3 separate regions of the Zea mays genome follow, and all the other regions are linked to region 1. The links are chromatin contacts, called in public Hi-C maps. All regions are on one chromosome and are shown on one strand. The core of a region is the stretch at or near the end of the contact, and the rest is flanking DNA. Distances in the headings are between cores, read along the strand shown. Region 1 holds the start of LOC100191297. Region 2 has its middle 41 kb from the start of LOC100278604. Region 3 holds the start of LOC100278604.

Evidence for each region. Hi-C and Micro-C count contacts between places; a contact is called where the count stands out from the background.
Region 2: a contact with region 1 is called in a Hi-C map of leaf, with 2.8 times the contacts expected there. The contact joins the enhancer-like site here to the promoter of LOC100191297 in region 1. A contact is called at or near these places in 5 of 25 Hi-C or Micro-C datasets (bundle sheath, ear, endosperm and 2 more).
Region 3: a Hi-C map of tassel shows a contact between it and region 1, with 2.8 times the contacts expected there. The contact joins the promoter of LOC100278604 here to the promoter of LOC100191297 in region 1. A contact is called at or near these places in 3 of 25 Hi-C or Micro-C datasets (ear, leaf and tassel).

Annotation. Positions count from the first base shown.
Region 1 is chr1:224,258,925-224,261,706 of Zm-B73-REFERENCE-NAM-5.0, reverse strand. It overlaps LOC100191297, which reads right to left and starts at 1,370. Exons shown (of 5, transcript NM_001136731.1): 1 at 1,105-1,370. The coding sequence starts at 1,267.
Region 2 is chr1:224,079,719-224,082,500 of Zm-B73-REFERENCE-NAM-5.0, reverse strand. No RefSeq gene overlaps it. Among protein-coding and RNA genes, the nearest start is that of LOC100278604, 41 kb to the left of the region's middle. Within about 2 kb of position 1,395, at least 17 of the 20 cell types and tissues checked have an H3K27ac peak or open chromatin away from gene starts, as enhancers often do. A contact at or near this core is called in bundle sheath, ear, endosperm and 2 more, where this site is marked.
Region 3 is chr1:224,120,765-224,123,546 of Zm-B73-REFERENCE-NAM-5.0, reverse strand. It overlaps LOC100278604, which reads right to left and starts at 1,415. Exons shown (of 2, transcript NM_001372457.1): 1 at 1,000-1,415; 2 at 297-884. The coding sequence starts at 1,303. The coding sequence ends at 628.

The DNA.
Region 1 (2,782 bases), core at 121-2,620:
AATCAGCAGCAGCAGATGGTTCAAACTAAGGCGAACAGAAAAATTATCTGCACTGTGCGAGGAAACACACTGTGGGAAGGAAGAGACACATCGGGAAGGAGATGGGACAAGGGAAAGAATGCACATTTTTTGTGATTTTGTTGCCTTATGTGGGGAATCAACAAACAATAGTTAGCACTATGGTCATCGAACCACCAGCCATATTGGAGAACACGCATACTTCTGTTCAGTCACACAGTACGGGTGCCCTAGTACTTGATGGAGGAACAATGTTATCCCGTAAAAAATAACAGTACCAAAATCATAATATAGAGATAGATTTCCAGTAACCAAAGGATACAATCAAATGCCTTCTTACAATTTGAAAGGAGACCAAAGACAACAAAAACTAAACAAAAAGTCACGCGAAATTGCTAGTCAGACTAGTGCATACCGAAAACCATAAGATATTTACTGCATAGATAGGTAGCGCCAACAGCCATTAAACTAACAAATTAGGGGAAACTCGATGAATTGTACATTTTGAGCGGAAAAACAATCAACAAATTGCCATACAATCGAACACCATATGAAATTCCCTGCAAGGATAGATAACGCAAACAGCCACAGAACTAACAAAATAAGATAAACACGATGAATCATATGTTTCAAGCGAAAAAAACAACAACAAGAAAGTACCACGCAGTCCAGCTAGACTGACACTGGTCCTACACGTAAGATGAGCTCCAACAAGCTCATTAGATCCATTCAATCCAGAGGTTTCATAAGACCAATCCACCTCACAAGTTTTCCACGGTCTCTACCTCGCATTTCTTCCATCCGCATCCCCTACGGCCCTACACCTCGATTCGGTTGCTCTACTTCCTCTCCCCTAACCACCCTCGCGAGAGGTGGGGCACGTCTGACGGCACGCAATCACCGATCGCTCTCTATGAAGCTAGAGGCCACCGGAGACAGTACGCTTTGGGGGCGTGGATACCCTACGCCAGGTGCTCAACTAAACGCCCTCCTATGCCCTATCTCGCAAGGCGCCGCCCGCAAACCACCGCAGATACACAGGAGACAACGGGAGAGAGAACCGAAGTCCAAAGCGAGGGCGCTCACCGGGGATGGCTGAAGGCGGCCCGATGGCGGCTGCGGTCGCGGTGGCCTCCAGCTCGGAGGTGGCTGCGGTCGCGGTGGCCTCCATCTCGGAGGTGGCTGCGGTCACTGTGGTCCCGACCTCGGTGGTGGCCGTGGTTGCGGTCGCGGTCACGGTCCCCGCCATCTCGCTGGTGGTTGGACTTGGGCAACAGTGGAACGGGAGGGGATTAACCCTCTTCGACTTTGAGACCTCGGATTGTATGATTTGAAAGCAAACCGTTGTGTCTGTCTTCGGTTTCATCTAGTCCTGGCGTCGCCATTCGCACAATCGCACTCACACTTATAGGTGTACATTTGGGCCGGGCCTGATGGGCTGGCCCGAAGCACGGTAAAAAAAGCACAGCCCAGGCACGACACGACACGAAATATTTTAGTGTCGGGCCGGCACGGCCCGATATATCGGGCTGGGTTTGGGCCGAGGTCACGGCCCATGGGCGGGCACGAGCACGGCCCGTTTAAGGCAGGCACGAAATGGCCCATATAGAGGCACGAAAAGGCCCATATATTTATTAAAATCACACTTCATTCCACACTTTCATTTACATGATAAAGAACACAAAGCTATAGATAATGTTAATTAGATGTTTTTTGTAGCTTTGAATTAGATTATGTGATGTAATTTTATTTTTGTTATGAATATTATATAATAAAATGAACTTATGAACTTTATTTAGAGCTGATTATACTCTTTTTCTTTCTAACAAAATGATTTGTAAACGAGGTAGTCATTGCATAGCTCTAATAACTTAATACAAATATTAAGTTTGCTTTTGGTCAAATTTATTCGTCTTATCTTTTATTTGTTTTATTAAATTTGTTTTGAATTTCGGGCCCTGATGTGAATTTCGGGCCAAAAACTGCATTTCGGGCCAAAAATTGAATTTCGGGCCCTAATGTGAATTTCGGGCTTTTATAATTTTGGGCCGCCCGAAATGAGCCCGGCACGTTTAAGCAATTACGGGCCGGGCCGTGGGCCGAGGGCTAGGCCCATGGGCCGGCCCGGCACGATCCGAAATTCAAACGGGCCGGGCCGTCCCGAAATTCAAACAATACGGGCCTTTTCGGGCTTGGGCCGGGCCGGGCCGGGCGGCCCGAATGTACACCTATACTCACACTCCTTCGCAAAGTCTAGCTACAGGTCGGACTAGAGATGGCAATGATACCCTAAACTTGAATACCTGATAGGTTTACCCGATATAAAAGTAGGTATGAGATGATTTCTCTACACATGTATATGTTAATGGGTAAAAGCCTCTATCCGTTGGGTAGATGTCACAACCGAATTTAAAGGATAAAGTCGGGTGTGTCTTATATGTGTGCCAAAGAAGAACAACACAAATAATGACCAATTGTATAGAGATAAATGTCACAAATATTATTATATAGCGGAAGTGCCTTACAAAAATGAATGATAACAATAAAGCGAACTAATAATTATTCATTGGCGCCATAAAGCTGACTGTGAGACACCACCTAAATAAGCTCGCACTCTTCATTGTAGACCTCCAACTGGACTATCTGTTCTTCATCTGTGGGGGTTTACATATCGCAAGGGTGAGCTCACAAAAGATCATAGCTCAACATGTTGTGGGGAATGATGTGCATGAACTCACTATATGCAGTTACTAAATGTAAGTGT
Region 2 (2,782 bases), core at 146-2,645, 180 kb after region 1:
TCACTAAACCTTGAATTTACATCGCGCATTCCGAAATTTATGACACCTTCATGACAAAAATTACACTGTCACCTATATCATGTGTGTTATTACATGTTCTATGACATTTTGTCATGTATCATTCATCATAAGTTTGTCTTGCCAAAAATAATACGTCATAAAAGAACTACCAATGCCAAAAAAAAAACTTTATTATGATAGGACATTCATCACAAAAGGGCACACATGTTGTAGTGAAACGGTGTGTGTAATAGATATCGGTTTGTCGTAGAAGCTATGGAAGAGTTCGCAATCACATAGGCTGCTTGATAGGGGAATGAAGAGAAGTTGGCCATGAGTATCGAAGCCAAATAATTCCAAAATCACATGCCATTGGTTATCTAAGCCGCTAATTGCCCTTAAAAAAAGCAGCTAATTGACATGACACCGTGCAACTCGGTAGCCGACATCCACTTGGACTTCCTCCTTAGATGCGATTTGTAGTTCCATTGGTGTAAAGTAATAATTAAGCATCTAAAAAGCTAAAAGGTGATATTTTTTGTGAAACTTAGTGGAATACAATGTCCGTAAAATTAGTAGTAAAGTATATATAAATAGGTTGTTGCGACGAAGGATCTATTTATTAGTCATTTGAAAGGTGAAAACTGGAGTGAAACTCAAATGTGTGTATACTAGTACAATGATCATGGGTTGCGTCTGCGATGGTATATCAGTTATTGTATAATACAATAATTATACGGCACCCGACGGTCTAGTGGCAAACCAGTGTGATGGATCATCTGCATAAAAATAAATTTAAAATTAAAGTGGATACTCTATAAAAAAATAAATTTAAAATTAAAGTAGACATATGACCGGCATATTAGATCTAGTCTACACATTTCATATGTGACGTAGTGCACACAATACACGAAACTCGTGCTTTAAAAGAGCAGAGATATATAACATGCTTTTCCTTTGGTCCATCTTTTATGCTTTCTTTTTTTTGCTTGGGGTTTGTCACAAGAACTTCCACATTCGTAGTTGAAATTAACTATATGATATGATCCTTTCTTTTTCAATAACACATTATACACGACACGAGGTCTACTTGCAATCGTCTTCCCTTTACGTGTGGAAATTAACAGGTTTTTCCAACGGCACATTTCGTGGCTACACCGAAAGATCGTGATCAAAAGAATACAATCCACCTATTTATATTCTCCTTATTCCACTTTTTCGTGAAAAAAGAAATCTATAGCCCGGCTATGGAGTATAGGCTATTTCGACAAGGTAGCAAGATTCCAATGCAGCGACGACGCGCCAAACGTGTCTGTCTGACACACGTGATGACGTGGGCCGTGTCAGCGTACGCCGGTCCCCGCAGGCCCATGTGTCGACTCATGGGCGTCCGTGCATATTTCATTTTCCACGAACCAAGATGCTAGTAGTATATGTATACGGAGTGACGGGCTACGAGTAACTGTACGGACGTTCACGCTTGTAGCAGTGACACGATAGCGGTCAGCACTCTGCAGGGCCGCAGCCTGGAGAGTTGACTTGTAGTATGGATGGATTTGAATGTGATGTGATAAGTCGATGCGAGCCGTCCAATCGATGCAGGCATGGCCAGAACTGCGGAAAGGCTACCGTTTTCCTTTACGTAGAGAACTAGAGATTAGCTAAATTTACTTATTTAGCTGCTCTCTGAAATAGATTTTACAAAGATTTGTAGACTAATCTAACATATCTATAAATTAGAATTTTGTATGGTATATGTGAACTAGACTATCTAAAGAGAGCAAAGAAGTAGAGATGTAGAGCTACTAAACTAGAAGAGCTATTTTACAATGTCTATTGGAAATGCTTTTATTCTAATAATAGCTAAATTTACTTTTACAACACGATCTTGCTAGTCTCTTGGAGTTGCTATTAGGATGGCTCACTATTACCCACGGGTTACATATGCGAGCAGATATCGATTTATTCAGCTTCAATGCCAATTGGATCGGCAAATCAGTCGATGGGTCTGACAATCGTCTGGTCTGATTCGTTACGATCATGTTGAAGTTGAATTGGTCGATATCAATTGATACATTGGATGGTCCAATTGATACTGATATGAATTGATCTGTGTCGATCGTCTTTAGCTACATATCAAGTTCTGATTGGTCCACATCGTTTTAACCATCTAAAATCCAAAAAACTTGAAAAAATATCCAAAATTTTAAATGAAACCATAAAATTCAGCTTACAAATGAAAGAGGGATGTTTGGGTTCATTCATTCACACCCTCACTCTTCATTCGCTCTTAACATTTCTTATTTCGCTCCTCTTACTCTCTTTTCAATCCACTAAACAACTCTCGTTGTGTCTTTCCTAGGCTCTGACATTGAGATGACCGAATACGAGATACTCAATATGATGCAAGAAACTATGATGGATGCGGCAATGAAGCTTCCTACAGGCCTTCAACAGGAGAGAGAGAGAGGTGAAGGATGCAGCAACGAAGCTATATCGACTGACATCATGAAGTTGCCCATAACCGGCTGATGCAATACTACTTCAATGACCAGTGCATCTATCCTTTGCTTTACTTCCGTTGATGGTATTGGATGCAGAAAAGTATCTTTCTTCAAATCTTGGAGGTGTTTGGTAAAAATTGCTGCTATTTCACTCTTAAAGTTGACGCACTCAATCGTAACGATTTCTCCCCCACGCAAAATGCACCGTTGCCATGCACATGCTCGCGTACTGTAGTGTTGCTGACTCTATTGATGAGTATATCAAAATAGGTAAAAGC
Region 3 (2,782 bases), core at 166-2,665, 140 kb after region 1:
TACTAACAGAGAGCTCTATATTAGTTCTATACACACAGGCAGCGGAAGAGTGGACCTTCGAAATGAGTGTTGTCCACAAGCTTAGATAAATGTAGATAATTACGTTTTTTAGAGAGTATGCACAAGTGGCATGACTGTCCATTTCGTTAAATCCTTGTCAATAAATTACTGGTGATCGGTACGGCTTCTTCTCTGCACTGCAGCCCAAGTGAAGCGACAACACTGACATCTAGTGCTATTGTTCGTGGTTCAATAAATTTGTAATCAAATTCAGAGTTAGATCACAAGCCCACGTATCCGATTTCACAAACCTATTATTTTTGTTTTCATTTTAGATTAAATTGACATCGATGATCGATCACATGAGCAGCCAGCAGCTGAGACGAGATCTCCATAGAATCACCTGTCATACAGCTGAGTCACGGTAACTCACCTCTTGCAAGCCTGTTCTATCCATCGCTACTGTACCATGCCAAGCCATCTCCCTCCCCCACCCAAGTACCCCAATCCAAATGTACAGCACAAACAGCCCAGCTACACTCCTAGCCCAAGCAGGCAGTCCCCTGCTTCTATTCTATACTAGTCCCCCCCTCCTCGAGGTCCAGGTTGCATTGCAGTCGCGTCGCGTCAGCTCGCCGCCTCGGAGATGCTCCGCAGCGACGGCTGCCAGTGCCGCCCTCTGGCTCTACCGCCGGTCCGGTGCTGCCGGTCCGACTTCTCCGGCCGCTTCACTTCCTGGTCGTCGCTGGACCGCCCCTGCCCTTGGCTGCCCGCCGCGGCGGCGTGTCGTCCCGGACCCCGCTGGTCGTCCACCACCACCACCTCGCCGGCCCCGCACCGCCGCATCTTGTCCTCCCTCCTCGCCTGTATCGCCTTCGCCACCTCTGCGCGCACGGCCAGTCGGCCACCATGAGATCGAGGAAGGAAGGAAGGAAACGGAGCCAAGAAACAGATCATCCAATCCAAGAACCAGCCGAGCCGGCGGTATAGAGTACGCACCTTGCGAGGTGATGAGCCGGTAGACCTGCCCCAGAAGCAGCACGTCCCTGGGCTTCAGGAGCTTCACCTTGGTGATCCTGGTGCCGGCGCCGGCGCCGGCGGACACCGCGCCCGCGGAGGGGTCCGGATCCGCGCCCTGCTTGCCGCCGCCCGCCGAGACGCGGAGCACCACGAGCGCCACGTAGTGCCCGGGGTTGCCGCGCATGACCTCCGCTGCGGTGGCCGCCCCGTACAGCCGCTCCACCTTGCCGCCGGGGTGCTGGATCACCACGGCCTCCGCCTCCGCCGCCTGGCAGTTGCCCATCGATCGGCACAGGCACGCGTGGCTCAGCGCCACGAGCCAAGTAGGGACTGATGTGGCTTGCTTGCTGAACTGGCGGCGCCGCTTGCGCTGGGGTTCCGAATTCAGCTCCGGGGAGCACCGGGTGGCCCGGTGGGGGGGCTTATATGGCCCCCGGCCCCAGGGTGTGCTGTGCGCGGAAGGAGACAGGACGGAGCTGAGCCGCGACACAGACCGGGCGATTAGCACGTTGGTTAGTGATTAACTAATCCGCATTTGGACGTCACGTAATTGTTGGCATCTAGGTGATTAGTGGAAGGGGTCAACGTGTTCGGCGGGCTTGTTAGGACGGTCTGCAAAATGGCACCCGGACGTGTAGCACTGACAGGCCTGGCTAGTAGATAGACTTGCCGTTTTGTCCTTTTCACAGGGCCGTGACATGGACATTGGACGCACCACATGTCATGCATTCAGTGGATATTTGATATTAGGTAAAGCAACGTATGATATGCAAATCAATTTTTATACTGTAAACCAATTAACAAAAATTACAAAAAAAAATCTCAAATAAATCACAGATGTATTTCATTACCTATTCTACCATTGTGTAAAATTTCAAGTTCAAATTATTTGTTAAAAGATAAAAAAATAAAATCCTTTGATAAAAAGTGAAAATTATCTCAAATTTTTCTCTTTTTCGAATCTTTTAATATCTGATGAATTTGAATTTAAAATTTTATAGAGTGGTAGAGTGGGCAAAAAAGTACATCTATAATTTTTTAAGAATTTTTTTGACTATTGTTAGTTAGTTTGTATGGTGTTCACACCTCATCCGTTGCCACTAGGTACGACAGTGATTTTTTTTTGCAATTTGATGCCGGATTTTTTTCCATGTTTTTTTATAAAAATTAACTGATTTATATATGATTTCTCTAAAATTTCTATATTCCAAAGGTGCCTTGCTCTCGTCGTGTCATGTCCGTTTTCCTAAAATAAATATGTTGTCCATCTTAAATTTTTTCTAAACAATAATATTCATGATCCTAAATAATAATTATTCTTAAATTCTTTATTTATTAAATATTAAATATATTTATAGTATATCTATTCAATGTTATATTTTTTTGTAATTTTATCTAGAATTTTGATCAAACTCAAAACAACATCTTCCTTGATATTATAGTGTGTCATCCTCTATTTGAATATGAATCCTAGGTGGAGTTTGAACTTTGAAACCTTTACCCACTTGATCAACGATCTATCTCCACAACATCCTAACACTCCTACCGGTATGGGGAGGTCTTCTTTGGATAGCCTTTCTATCGTACATTGTAGTTGGGAGAATTTTTTGGTCGTCTCTGTTCCCTCACTCCACAACCTCTATTTTCATACCCATATCCTCCTCCTCTGTATCACTGCTGATCTTTCATGGATGCTCTTCCACCTCCTAATGATGATCCTGCCATCGACGCTCTTCCTCCTACCACTAAAGCTCATACTACC